Regions from separate parts of the Mus musculus genome. Here regions 1, 3, 4 and 5 are each linked to region 2. A link is a contact called in public promoter capture Hi-C data. All regions are on one chromosome and are shown on one strand. Each heading gives the region's core, a stretch centred on a gene start, on an enhancer-like site or on the middle of the called end of the contact. The rest is flanking DNA. Distances are from core to core; before and after follow the strand shown. Region 1 holds the start of Cmtr2 (cap methyltransferase 2). Region 2 holds the start of 9430091E24Rik (RIKEN cDNA 9430091E24 gene). Region 3 holds the start of Cfdp1 (craniofacial development protein 1). Region 4 holds the start of Gabarapl2 (gamma-aminobutyric acid (GABA) A receptor-associated protein-like 2). Region 5 holds the start of Tmem170 (transmembrane protein 170).

Evidence for each region. Promoter capture Hi-C pulls out the DNA fragments that hold promoters and counts their contacts.
Region 1: a promoter capture Hi-C map of pre-B cells shows a contact between it and region 2, with 3 times the contacts expected there. The contact joins the promoter of Cmtr2 here to the promoter of 9430091E24Rik in region 2. A contact is called at or near these places in 2 of 39 promoter capture datasets (liver and pre-B cells).
Region 3: a promoter capture Hi-C map of liver shows a contact between it and region 2, with 3 times the contacts expected there. The contact joins the promoter of Cfdp1 here to the promoter of 9430091E24Rik in region 2. A contact is called at or near these places in 3 of 39 promoter capture datasets (hippocampal neurons, liver and pre-B cells).
Region 4: a contact with region 2 is called in a promoter capture Hi-C map of pre-B cells, with 2.5 times the contacts expected there. The contact joins the promoter of Gabarapl2 here to the promoter of 9430091E24Rik in region 2. A contact is called at or near these places in 1 of 39 promoter capture datasets (pre-B cells), 1 of 484 Hi-C or Micro-C datasets (CD4 T cells) and 1 of 115 datasets of contacts at active chromatin or transcription factors (memory CD8 T cells).
Region 5: a promoter capture Hi-C map of pre-B cells shows a contact between it and region 2, with 4 times the contacts expected there. The contact joins the promoter of Tmem170 here to the promoter of 9430091E24Rik in region 2. A contact is called at or near these places in 2 of 39 promoter capture datasets (liver and pre-B cells).

Annotation. Positions count from the first base shown.
Region 1 is chr8:110,216,659-110,219,358 of GRCm38.p6, reverse strand. Cmtr2 (cap methyltransferase 2) reads right to left here and starts at 1,399. Exons shown (of 2, transcript NM_146215.4): 1 at 1,273-1,399.
Region 2 is chr8:111,144,056-111,146,755 of GRCm38.p6, reverse strand. 9430091E24Rik (RIKEN cDNA 9430091E24 gene) reads left to right here and starts at 1,258. Exons shown (of 3, transcript NR_040364.1): 1 at 1,258-1,352.
Region 3 is chr8:111,853,050-111,855,749 of GRCm38.p6, reverse strand. It overlaps Cfdp1 (craniofacial development protein 1), which reads left to right and starts at 1,413. Exons shown (of 7, transcript NM_011801.2): 1 at 1,413-1,606. The coding sequence starts at 1,543.
Region 4 is chr8:111,939,419-111,942,118 of GRCm38.p6, reverse strand. Gabarapl2 (gamma-aminobutyric acid (GABA) A receptor-associated protein-like 2) reads right to left here and starts at 1,416. Exons shown (of 4, transcript NM_026693.5): 1 at 1,267-1,416; 2 at 904-959. The coding sequence starts at 1,300.
Region 5 is chr8:111,875,289-111,877,988 of GRCm38.p6, reverse strand. It overlaps Tmem170 (transmembrane protein 170), which reads left to right and starts at 1,314. Exons shown (of 3, transcript NM_025781.2): 1 at 1,314-1,486. The coding sequence starts at 1,354.

The DNA of each region.
Region 1 (2,700 bases), core at 150-2,649, 930 kb after region 2:
AGGGGGAGGCAAAAGCAGGGCATTTCTGCACGCACAAAAACTCTACGTAAGAGCAAACAGAAAATTTACTACAATGAGCTCATCTGTCTTGATCCACGCTGTGCTTACTGGGAACCGCAGCTACATTTAGACCTCCAATACATTCTATTTTGGGGGGAAAAAAAAAGTCTACTTTTAGTCATTAACTTCACATACTAATTAGTGGCTGTGGTTAAGCTGTGAAATCTTACCGAAATTAAGTGGATAATTGCCTTCACTTGCAAACAACTAAAAGGATTCAAACGCTCCAAGGTTCCTGACTGTACTTGAGCCTTGCTGCCAACTCATTCTTAATATTACCGCCCCCTTATCCATTCCACTCCAGCCACACAAGCCTGCTGTTCACTGAAGACCCAGGCCACACCACGTTGGAACACTTTGCTCAATACTAAGAGGCAAGCTCTACCTGGGCTTTACTCCCCCAAGTATCTATCTAGCTAATCCCCTCAGCTCCTCCTGGTATTTGCTGGAAGGCACTTTACTCTGTGAAGCCTATCCTAACACACTTATTTTGAAATTGCATCTCGGGCTCCCCATGGCCCTTACCTCACTTTCTCCCACGGCATTCATGTTTATCACTTATTTCTTTTCCCCTGTGTTCTGTTTGTGACTTGTCGTTCTCAACTTCCTCAAACCAGAATGTAAGCTCCGCACTTCTGCAGGACAGTTATCTTTTATTTTGCTCACTTACATGCCACCCCAAAAGGTTCCAACAGTGGCTGGTGGGCACTTAAGTACACTAACATTAACTGGATAAATGGACGAATATTACACTTAGCCCAAAAGACAAAGCTCTGAACAGAATAATGCATTTCAATTTCACCCTAGCATTTCAATGTACGACTTAAAAACAAAAAAAATTTCAATTAAATGCATAAAATTTTTTTTCAACTAAATGCATGCCGTTTCCAAAGTGCATGTGAGGCTGATGAGTATCAACTGTATTATTTTGCAGGCTCCAAGTGGAAGACAGGAAGCTTCCTGTCCAAAGCCACAAGGAAATGATTATAAAATTTGTAAGTCCAACACCAAAGCCTTTAAGTTCTCAACAGCTGTCAGGTCTAAGTGAGCATAGGGAGTGTTAGCAATGGTCCCGCCAACTTTTCCTAGGAAATAAAAACACTGGGGCATGTGCAGTGCTCACACTGGGTCCTGGGACAGCCACCTCTCAAACACTCATTTGAGCAGCCCCGCCCCTTGCCCGCAGCGAACCGTCCGGGAACTGTCACTCACCGAGAAGCCGGGTCCGCATTCCTTCAGCCCACGCCCACCAGAGCCCCTCGAGCAGGAGCAGAGTAGCACCGCACACGCGGTCCTCACTCTAACGAGCCACCTGCCACTTCCGCTCCCGGGAACAGCTTCCGGGGGTGGCGTCTCCTCTGCGTACTTGGCAACCGGGTCGCGGACAAAGAGGAGGGAGCGCCTGGAAGACCGCCCGGACCTGCGCACGCGCAACTGGAGCCAGATCCTCCTCCAGACCACGCCCCCACCGGCTGCGAGGCTCTGACAGCCACACTGCACAGGCGCCTTCCGGGAGGCCTATCGTCACGCGCATCGACGTCACTCGGGAGGGTGGCAACTCCTGGAGCTGAGCTCTGGTGCGGAGAAACTTGTCCGTCTCAGCGGGTCGCCATGGCAACGGAACTGGGCTTTGGTACCCGAAGGTTTACCCTGGATAGATAGATGCTAGTTCCTAGGAGAGACTGCATTAAAATTGAAGCTCAATGGATAACTTGAGTGCAAAACCAAATTAAAGAAACGGAAGTATCATCACTTGGTGTGTTTACATATTAATAAACCAAGGAAAAAGAAAACCACCCGGTGTAGTGCCACAAGCCTTTGATCCCAGCTCTCATGAGCCAGAGGGAAACAGATCTCTGAGTTCTAAGTCACTCTGGTCTACATAGAGAGTTCCATGTCAGCCAGGGATACCAGAGGATGGACTCTCAGGCCTGGGACTCTCTAGTTAGGTTAGACTGTCCAGCTAGTCACTGGTATCCACCTGTCTCCACCTCCCCAGCTGTGGGGTAGCCACAGCTGCTGTGCGTTTATAAGTGTAACAGCCATCCTTTTTAGAGGAAAGCGCTTCACAGCACTTCCCTCATCCTCTCGCTCTCCCACTCTTTTCACCCACTCTTCTGCACTCCCCTTCCCTGAGCAGGTGTTATGTAGATGGCCTGTCTATGGCTGAGCTGTCAGTCACTTCTCAGAACTTTGACAGAGATGAGGGAAGAGCACCGTATTCAGAAGGCAGTTTGGCAACTTGACCATTTAGAGAAAAAAAAAAAAATCAGTGGACTCTCCCTTAGAGCCCACGATTTGTTAGTTATGGGTTTGGGCCATAACTAATACAAGGCATGAATTCCTCTTGTGGAGCAGGCAAATACCTACTGAATATTTTAGAAAAGCTCCCTTAAGTTCCTTCCTAGTCTTCCACCCTCAAGAAGCAGCTATCACTGTATTTCCCATCACCCTAATTTAGATGATCTGGTCTAGAATTTCACATAATTCAATCATTACACTTTGACTCTTCTCAGCCTCTCCCTGTTCAATTTATTATTTAAAATGTTTTCATCTGTATTGTCTTGTGTCTTTAAAATTTATATTGCAAGGGGTTTGTCATTCTGTGGGTTGACTTTAATCAGTTCTTCTACTGAAGGC
Region 2 (2,700 bases), core at 9-2,508:
CCAAAAAGGGTCTCACTTAGCTCAGGCTAACCCCTAACTCCCTACATAGCCAAGGATAATGTAGAGCGCGGGTCTCAACCTTCCTAACGCTGTGACCCTTTACTACAGTTCCTCAACTTGTAGTGACCCCCAACCAAAAATTAATTTTCAATGTTAGTTCATAATTGTTATGAATTGTAAATATTTTTGGAGACAGAGATTTGCCAAAGGAAATGCCCACAGTCTGAGATCCTGCTGCCTGCACCTCTGTGAGTGACATCACGCTGGGTGTGGGCAGTGCTGGGAACCAACCCCAGGACTCCAGTCATTTTAAGCCCATAATTTGTAAACTTATGAATTAAACAACCATCACAATAATGTAGTTTTAGAACATTTTACAAAGCCTGGAAATATCTGTGTGTGTCCTTTTATGTTTATTTTTATGTTGTCCAGGTTAAACAAATGGGCTCAAGCCAGCCGCCTATCTCAGCCCCGGAGGGGTTGGGACTACTATATTTCTTTTACTTAAAACATTATTTTTGGGGCTGGAAAATGGATCAGTGATTAAGAGGACTTATTGACTATTCTTCCCAAAGACACACATGTGATTCCTAGCACCCACATGGCTTCTAACAATCATGTCTAACTCTGGTTCTAGGGGATGTGACATTCTTGGCCTTCTCGGGCACTGCATGTATGTTAGACACAGACTTGCTGACACAAGCTGACCAGACAGCTACACATAAAAGTATTCCATTTTGCCTGGCGGCAGACGGTCACCCTAACTGCCCACACTGGGTCGAGGCTCTGGCCCGGATCCGATGCCCGGGCTCTAGGCACACACGGAGGCCGGCCTGAGGCCGGTGGCGGCTCTCCTCACTCTCGTCGCCATCCAGGCAGAGGCGGAGGCGGAGGCGGCCACGGGTTCTGGGCTGCGGACCCCTCGCGCAGGATCGGAGCTCAGGCCTGGCGGCAGACGATCACCCGAACTGCCGACACACGGAGGCCGGCGGGAGACCCGGAGCGGGGACGGAGGGCGGTGGCCGCTCCCTGCACACTCGCCGTCATCCAGGCGGAGGCGGAGCGGGAGGGGCGGGGCCTGGCGAGACCCAAACAAGCGCACGTGCGGGCCGGCCCGCCGCGGTGACGTCACGGCGCGTCGGCGCGCGCGCCCGCCTTACCCTTGCCGCGGGCCGTAAAGCGCGGAAGGTCGCAGGCCCCCGCGGTCCCGGAACTCTGCGCTCCGCGTCCCGCCCCGTCCCCATGCCCTGGCCCCCTTTCCGGCCGGCGCAGACCCTCTTCAGCGGCTGGGCTGCCCTTCACTTCCGCCGGGCGTTGCTGAGCGCGCTGCCCGCGAGATGCGGGCCCCTGAGGTAGGAAGCCGGCTGGGACCCGCGGGTCCGGGCGGCCTTCTGGTCCCGCGAACTCTTGCGCCCCGCACGCCCCTGGCGTCCGAGCTTTGGGCTCCGGCTCCCGGCCGTCCCTCCGGGTCTCTGAGGCGGTGCCACCGGTCGGGCGCCGGGATTGAGCCAGTGGAGCTGTGCGGGCCTCGGGGAGCCGCGCCGGCCGCCCCGGGACTGCGCGCCGGCTCTCCCAGGGCGGCCGACCGGGCCTCGGGGCGGGCTGCGGCTCGGGCGGGCGCGCGCGCACTGCTGTCACGGCCAGAGGTGGCCCCGCGTCTCTGCAGGTGGAATAGTTTCCCACCTTGTAATGTGCGGCTCGGCTGTGCTTCACCGACTCCTGTCAGAGACCTAGTCAGGGCCGTGGGGTTTCCGGTGGGTGACAGTTGTGTGTGATCCACGGTCTCCAAGCCTACTTTGCATGATGTCCGTGGGTGGGCGAGGGCCGCTGGCAGGGAGCAAGGCCAGAGGTCAACTTTGAAAGCCACAGGGATTTGCATCACTTTAAAAAACTAACTTCATATTTTTAATATTTACTGGCTTTGTTTGTGTGTAAGGTAGAGGTCAGTAGAGAAATTGGGGATGCGTTTCTCTCCTCCAGATGAATCCAGGGATCGTTCCTAGCCGATCAGTCAAGTACCCAGGTTTTTTGACTTTTACCCGCTAGCCATTTTTGTGGGCCCAACTCTCTGAAGCTCTCTTTTTTTTTTCTTTTTTTTTCTTTTTTTTTGGTTTTTTGAGACAGGGTTTCTCTGTACAGCCCTGGCTGTCCTGGAACTCACTTTGTAGACCAGGCTGGCCTTGAACTCAAAAATCCGCCTGCCTCTGTCTCCCAAGTGCTAGGATTAAAGGCGTGCGCCACCACGCCCGGCTCTGAAACTCTCTTGATACCTCCTAATGCACCTGTTGAAAAAATAAAAATCTGCAGTCGGGCTGGAGAGATGACTCAGTGATTAAGAGCACTTCCAGAGGTTCTGAGTTCAATTCCCAGCAACCACATGGTGGCTCACAGCCATCTGTAATGGGATACCCTCTTAACGGTGTGCATGAAAACAGTGTACTCATATACAGTAAATAAATAAAAGGAAAATCTGCAGTCTGGACCAGTTGGGTCACAATGTCCAGCAGGTTCTGTCCTTCCTTCCCCATTCGTTCATCCATCCATCCATTTTAACATAGAGTCTCACTAGTAACCCTGGTTTACCTGGAAGGCAGAGAGTCACCACACAGGCCTTCGGTTGGTAAGCAAGTGTCCTGTGGGGTTCTGTTGTGTGGGGGAGTGTGGCCGTCCACCTGTCTTTTTGACCAGCAACCCATCTGT
Region 3 (2,700 bases), core at 164-2,663, 710 kb before region 2:
AATCGTGTGCCATCACCACACAGGGCTTTCTGCCTCATTCTGTTAAGCATCTCAGCATAAGGGCCAGAGGAGGTGACATGCTTAAATTTGAGGGCACAATTAAGCATTGGGTCACATTCTTCTACGTCACCTTCCCCAGCCCCCTTTAGATGTATTCCACACTGATATTTTGACGGCTGTGAACTCTTAGGCTGATTCCCATTGCCATCCCATTGGTCAACTCCCACCAGGTTTTACCCACTCATCCAGAGCATTGGTTGGTCCTCCCGATGTCTCTGCTAAAATTTCCTATTGGTTGTTCCTACGGATTTCTCTGCTAAGATTTCCTCATCTTCCTCCTTCATGTGCTCCGAGAGTTCGATTATTCTCAGTACAGTATGCATTATATTCTCATCACAGTTTTAAAAAAATGTGTGTATATATATATATATATAAAGGCGTGCGCCACCACGCCCGGCAGAAGGTGATTTCTGAGGGACTAGGGGCATGGCTCAGTGGGTGAAGGTGCTTGCTGCACTGTACTACATACATGCCTGGTGCCTATTGAGGTCAGAACCAGGGCGGTAGTGAACCGCCATGTTGGGGATGCTAGGAACCAAACCTAGTTTTGCTGCAGAAGCAACAAGTACTGTTAACCTTTGGGCCGTCTCGCCAATCCTCACATACTCACAAATTTAACTGCTTTTCCATCCATCTTTCCCGTTGTTTCAAAAGTGTCAATCTAGCACTTTGTGTAGTGGCTTCCCTCACAGATAAGCGGATTTCCTTTTGTCTTTTAGTGATTATCGGATTGTTGATTCATTAATGCTGAACTTACTGCCAACAGTACTTGTAACTCAGGCCTGAATGTAGCTTACTTAACAGGCCGAGTTTCTCAGGAAAGAGCGTCGCAGTCTTCTTGCGCTTAGAATATTAGACAGAGTTTCGGTAGTGTTCTTGGGAGCAATTTTAGGCAGAAAAAAAAAAAAAACAAACAAAAACAAAAATGCAGGGAAAAGGCACAAAAACTGCATTAAAGAATTCGATTCTAGCGAGAGAATTGAATCAAAAAGGCAGAGCCTCAGCCTTGCTCAAAAGTTGATGGGAACTTTAGCATCTATCTATTCAGCTTTCAGTTTTTACTCGCTGAGCATATCCGGGAGCGACATTTTAATCTCTGATTTTAGAGTTAGAAAAAATATTAGCTTGTGAGCAAATTTCAAAATAAAAAGACAAGTATAAAGAGAAAGTACTATTTCCGCAGATAAGCCATTCTCCATTAAGGACGCACGGTACCGTTGAAAACTACAAGCCCCAGCATGCATCGCTTCTGAGAGGTGGGGGTCCGGAATCCCACAAGGGCCCGGTGAGTGTAGACTGACCAATCGCAGCAGCCGGAAGTGTCGTCTCTGACCACGTGGCACTGCCTGCGCATGTGCGCTCGCCTCTAGGGCGGCCCTAGCTGCTGGTCCTGTACCCCTATGGTCTCGCCCTATATCTAGCTTCGCTATTTTGGGGCAGTGGCCGCAGTCGTGTGGGTAGCAGGCCCCAAGTGACAGCAGCATGGAGGAATTCGACTCCGAAGACTTCTCCACATCGGACGAGGATGAGGACTACTTGCCGTCCGGTGAGCGATTCGGCCTGAGGCGAAAGGAGGGTGGTTTCCACGCTTCACACCTCACTCGAGACTCTCCCGGACGGTCCCCAGGGCGTGGGCCTCGTGATCGCGAGGTCCCCACGGCCCGTGGGCTCCGGAGTTCGGGTTATCAGGACCCCGGCCCTCAGGCGGCCTGGAACACGCATGTGTCGGTTCTGCATAGCTGCTGTCCTGGGCCGCCGCCCCCTCGGAGCGCGGGAACAGGCGCGTGAAGCCCGCAGGCTGAGCGTACTACCTACCTACCGGCTGGTTCTGGAAGCCGACCCGGACATTGGAGATTGTTTTTAGGGAATTGCCAGCTTCCTTCACGTCCGAAACTCAATTGTCCGCCTCTGGGTTCGGAAGGGATCGGCTTGTTAGAAAGTTGATGTGATAATGTGTTTTCCCTCTTTGCAGGAGCTACCCATCGTCCTCTTTTAAGAACTTTTTCAAAAGTTTTATTTTTAGAGATTTTATGGCACGTATATCAGTGTTTTTTCCTGAATGTCTGTCTGTCTCTGTACATCATGTGTGTGCCTAGGGCTTCTGGGACTGGAGTTACAGGTGGTTGTAGAGCTGAGTCGTCTCGCCAGCCCCTTATTATTTTTGTGTATGTATGGCGGTGCATTCAGGTGGCCAAAGAGGACAGAAGGGGGTATCGGGTCCCCAGGTGAAGGAGTTACACTCAGTTGTGAGCCGCCCGACTCTGGAACCAAAGTCAGATCCTTTGGAATGAAGCGCACACTCTTTTTTTTTTTTTTTTTTTTTTTTTTTTTTTTTTGAGACAGGGTTTCTCTATAGCCCTGGCTGTCCTGGAACTCACTTTGTAGACCAGGCTGGCCTCGAATCCACCTGCCTCTGCCTCCCAAGTGCTGGGATTAAAGGCATGCGCCACCACGCCCGGCTGAAGCGCACACTCTTAATGGCCTAGCTATCTTTTTTTTCTTGGGGTGCGGTAGAGGAGCACACTAAGAATCCAGCTTATGCGAGGTCCAGACAAATCTTTTAAACATTTATGTGTGTGAGTGTTTTGCCTACATGCACATCTATTTGTATGTATCTACATGTATATTTAGTGTCTTCAG
Region 4 (2,700 bases), core at 167-2,666, 800 kb before region 2:
CCCCAAACTCTGAGATCAGCTGCCTCTGACCCCTGAATGTTGGGACTGAAGGCACGTGCCACCCCACTGCAAGGGTAGCTCTCTAACATTTTATCTAGGCCGATGAAAAGATTGATCTGGCTAGGGTTTCATCTGTCATCTTTTGATCCATAGATAGACCCTGTTAGAGCATTCCAATCCCCAACAACACTGGAAAGAAATGGATGAACTAAGGGCAAAGCTATACAACTACAGCCACCCAAGAGCCGACATTTTCATTTGGCCTGTTGCTTCTCTCTGAACAGTTAACATTTATCCTCCTGCTTCTCAAAGGGACTGTTTACAAGCAAAGCACTACAATAGTAAGACTTTATGTCCTTCAAAAATCAATAGTGATATCAGAAACGATCGCCCCAACTAGGGCAGAAAGCAGAAATAAAGCAACATACTTATTGATTAGAGGCAAAACGAGAGCATTTCAGATTTGTTAGTCAAACAAGGATGGCAGAATCAGGGTAAAGAGAAACTCGAAGTTAAAGGTCCAGCGTTAAAGATGACTACCTTGAAAGGATGCTACCGTATCCAACCCCAAATGCCAGTCTCCCTCCACCATCATTCCCCAAAGTGGCAGTGACCTGTTGCCCTGTCCTAGAACACGGTTCCTTACATAATTGGTGAGGGAGCCGAGAGGCTGCAAGCAGCTTGCTGCCCTAGATCGGGAGATTCAGCACTGGTGCCCCTGGACAGCACCAGCCCCTTAAGCCCCAAGCTTGGGCCGGCGGAACCCCAGGCTGTCCTCGGTCTCTGGGCTACACCTTGAGACCTTAAGTTCTCAACTGTTGCACGGCCTAGCGCGCCCGCCCGACACCTCTCCTAGACGCTAAGGGTGACAGCGGGGTGAGGGGGCGGGGAGTCCACACTCACCGGAACTCGGTCGGGGTACTTCGCTCTGATCTTCGCGGATTCCACGCATCTGTGTTCTGGGGAAGAAGAAAACCAGGCTGACATTCGCACTTGCCGGACAGCAGGGCCGCCGCTGCCGGAACCCCTTCTTCCTGTCCGCCCTTCTCCGCCCGCAACCTGCCTGCGTGCGTACGCCCCGAGTCCTAGCCCCGGAGTCCCTCGCCACAGATCCCCTCAGGAACTCCCAGCGAGATCCACGTAGGGCGACACGGGTCCGTGGGAGGCGCCAGGATGCCGGGGCCTTGGCGACCCAGCGGGCCCGGCAGGGCGGCGGGAGTGGGGGAGGGGCCGCGATCTGGGGCCCCGCAGGCCGACCGCGCTTACCCAGAGAGTGGTCCTCCTTAAACATCCACTTCATGGCGACGGGAAGCGACGGAGCCGGCTCTTCGAGCCGCGGACTTCGGCGAAGCGACCACAACAACAACGGAGGCGGCGGCGGCAGCGACGACTACTCCACAGGCGGGACTTCCGGCTGCCGGAGCCTAGCAACCTCCCGGGGCGGGGCTTCCGGCGGGCCTGGTAAGAGCTTCAGTAGGCTACGATTACGTGAGAGGGCGGAGCCTAAGCGGAGACCTAGGAGCGCTCCTGGGAATGGAGACTGACGTAGGTGGCTGGGAAGTCTGTGAGTGACAGTGGAGACTTTAGGAATTAGTGACTGGAATGGAGTTTCAGGATTGTGCATGACAGGCAGGTCATGGCTCATAGCTTGGAACGCTTGTAAAGGGCTCTGGAAGGGGAAGTCTGGGGCTTAAGGAGAAATGAATATTAATTTTTGGCTGGGTGAGAAGGCGGGAGCTCGGCATGGAGGGATAACCTGTTCCAAGCGCTGTGTGCAACGAGTACTGGTGACCACCTAGAGGTCTAGTATAGGAGTTGTTGCACCTAAAATTTGATTTAAACAAATCTCACTTCCCACTCACGAATACATATTTTAAACATTCATGAACACTTATGAACAAGTACCACACATACTCATTTAGTCAACGGAATATCCCTGATCACAGAGATTCTTTATCGGAAACTGTCAGAGGCGAAGTGCCAGTGTCAGGCGGGGAGGATTCCTGGGAGAGCTGGTCATAAGACACCCTAGGAGAAGGAGCTGGCAGTGGGAGTGGCTCGGCACTAACCCTGAGCTGTGGGTGTCACCTGCCCTAGGCACAAGCCTCGAGGTTCCACCCCTGTCCAAGTCGTAGCATAGTCATCCAGGAAGTCGGCTCTGGGTCACCATCTGTTTATGCACTGGTGAACACAGAACATGAATATGCAGTTAATCGGCCACCTGACCACGTGCTTATATGATCTGCCGCATCTGTAGAGCCAGTGTTTGAACCTTGTCATCAATCATTCCCTACAGTTGAAATTCCTGATAGATGCTGTGGCTATAACTTCATTCTGAAAGTATTTGTTATTTTCCACTGGGGGGAGGGGAGAGACTCAGTTCCCAGCAGGTAAAAACGCTTGGTGCCAAGCCTGCCAGACGGAGTTCAATCCTGAGGACCCAAGTGATGGAGGACAACCTGTTTACAAAGGTTATCTTCTGGCCTCAAGGCATTCACTGTGGCAAGCCTCCATACACATACACACCCAGATGCAGGGAAGATAATGAAAATCTTAAGGAAAAAAAAATTTAATTTAAAGAACTTTTAAAACTTTGTGTTAGCTGGGTGTGGTGGCCCATGCCTTTAATCCCAGTACTTGGCAGGCAGGTGGATTTCTGAGTTCAAGGCCAGCCTAGTCTACAGAGTGAGTTCCCAGACA
Region 5 (2,700 bases), core at 65-2,564, 730 kb before region 2:
GAGACCTCAATGCCTGCCTACCCAGTGGCACACTTCCTCTAGCAAGGCCACACCTCCTAATACGTGCCACACTTCGCATGGGCTAAGCATATTCAAACCGGTAGATGGCGTGGTTCAGATCAAAGGTGGATTTTCCACCTCAAAGATCCAGATTATAGGTATTGCTACTTTAAATCCCTCACAGGTTTCGCCAGCCATTGCGGTTTTAGTTCATTCCAGGCGTCGTCAAGTTTACAACCAGGGAGAGCCATGGCCATATGTGTGTGGGAACCTGTGCAGGTCAAAGGACAACTTGCAGTTATGGGTTCTCTTTTACCACGTGGGCTCCTGAGATGGAACTCAGGTCACAGCTCCTAAAAGTTTCAACTTCTGTGACTTAGAGAATTTCTGGTCCTTTTTTTCTTTTTGGTTTTTCGAGACAGGGTTTCTCTGTATAGCCCTGGCTGTCCTGGAACTCACTTTGTAGACCAGGCTGGCTTCGAACTCAGAAATCCGCCTGCCTCTGTTTTGGTCCATTTAAAAAGTCTTATTTTTGCTTGTTGGTTGTTCGGAAGTTGAACCTACAGTCTTTTGTTTTGTCTTGTATTTGCTTTGGTTTTGGTTTTGACAGAGTTTCTCTATGTAGCTCTGGCTGTCCTGGAGCTTATTCAGTAGAGCAGGCTGGCCTCGAACTCAGAAAGCTGCCTGCCTCTACCTCTTGAGTGCTGAGTTTAAAGGCACGTATCACCACCGCCCAGCGAACCTATAGACTTTGACAGGCTAAGCAACTGGGGTTGGAATCTAGGGATGTGCAGCTAGGCTGGTTCTCTGTCAATACATATTCAGTCCTACAGAGAAATTTGAGTAGGCTAGTGGTCACTTAATTTTTATTTTTGGTGATGTATCCTTGTATACTATTTTAAAATGTATGTGAGTCTATGTGTATGTGAAGGTAAAAAGACAACCATGGGAGTTGGTTCTCACCTTTCACCATATGAGTCCTAGGGATGGAAGGCAAATCCTTCATGCTTGGAGGCAAACACCTCGCCTCTACCCGCTGAGCAATCTCACCGGACTTGTCCTACTTAAAGGTGGCACTAAAGAGGGCAGAGCCCAACACACCCAGATGGAGCAGAAGAAACTTGCCACTAGGGGCGCAGCATGCCGTGGGTTTCTCTAATCGAACGCAGCGCCAGGGGGCGGGAACAACCGTTACCCCGCCCCCTCCATCTGCGGCGCCCTGTGATTGGAAGGAGAAACGATTACTCTAGCAGCGCCGTTGGAGTGGGCGGGAGAAGAGGGCCGGCCAAAGGTGACGCCGTGGCTGCGGAGGTGCGGTACTCCGCGGCGCGGCGGGCGGTGGATGGCGGCGGGATGGAGCGCGAGGGGAGCGGCGGTGGCGGCGGCTCAGCCGGGCTCCTGCAGCAGATCCTCAGCCTGAAGCTCGTGCCGCGGGTGGGCAACGGGACCCTGTGCCCCAACTCCACTTCGCTCTGCTCCTTCCCAGGTACGCCCCGCCCCGCGCCTGCGCACTGCGCACCTGTCGCCTGCCTCCCAGGGCGAGGCCGAGGCAGCCCTGGAATCGCACTTGGGGCGACGGCTGTCCAGTCCTAGTGACTGCTAGTATCCTTCCTCTGAGAGCCTGTGTGCTGACGCTGTCCTCTGACTCTGTCCTACACCCACTTTCCCACCAGCCTGCTCAGACCTGTTGCGGATTCCCCCACCCGCACCTAGAAGAACTTAAGACAGAACTTCTAAATTGCTCTTAGCTCTTACCCGGGCTTCGCCGCCTTCTGCCAGGAGGGCTTTTAAAGTTACATTTACATTGTAGAACTGCTACAATTCAGAAAGTTGTGGAGAAGAGAATGATCCCCTGAGGTTATTAATAAAGGCCCTCAGGGGAGGGCATGATTGCTTTGGGTTTTTGAAGGCAAGACGACAGAGGCGGGGGTGGGGTGGGGTGTGGGGGGGTAGGGGTATTAGGACACTGCCGCAAAGAGAAACTAACCCAGTGACGTTGTAAAAGAGGATGACGGGTGGGATTGCTGACTGCAACCTTCGACCAGACACCTGTGAGTCTCATCTACTGGGCAGCGACTGCCAGGCGCCTCTCGGTGGACACCTGGGACCTGCCTGTGTAGTAGCTGACAAGGTGGCTGCCTTTTTGTTTTGTGGCAGCTGAAGATGTTAGCTTGTGATCCTGCCCACAAGAAAAGAGTCTGGGAGTTCAGATTGTTTCCAGAAGTACTAGTGTCCCACCTGACAGTGATTACAAATAAATACATATATAAATAAACAAACAAATCTGAAAGTGATTACAAATAAGTAAACACACAGACACACAGCATTCTGGCGACCTTCTCCAAAAGATGAAGGGTTCTTTCTTTCCTAGGATTCAGTGAGTCTGTTCTAACTCATTTTCTTACTTCTCTCCCAACTATTAAGGAGATTTCCAAACCTGAGAAGGCGAAACAGAGAATAACAAGTACCCATATGCTTAGTTCGGGTGGTAAAAGTCACATGTCTACTTAAAAGCTGAGGCTCATTAGGCACTTGTGAGACCATCATAGGTGGGGTTAGGTAGGCCTAGATGGTAGGCTAGATTATGGGGCCACAGTTGTATATTTGGCTGGTGTTGATGGATGTCTCATGCAAAGCAGGACTATTCTGGTTTTACAGCCTTGGTCACATCAATGTGCATGTGTGTACACATCACAATTT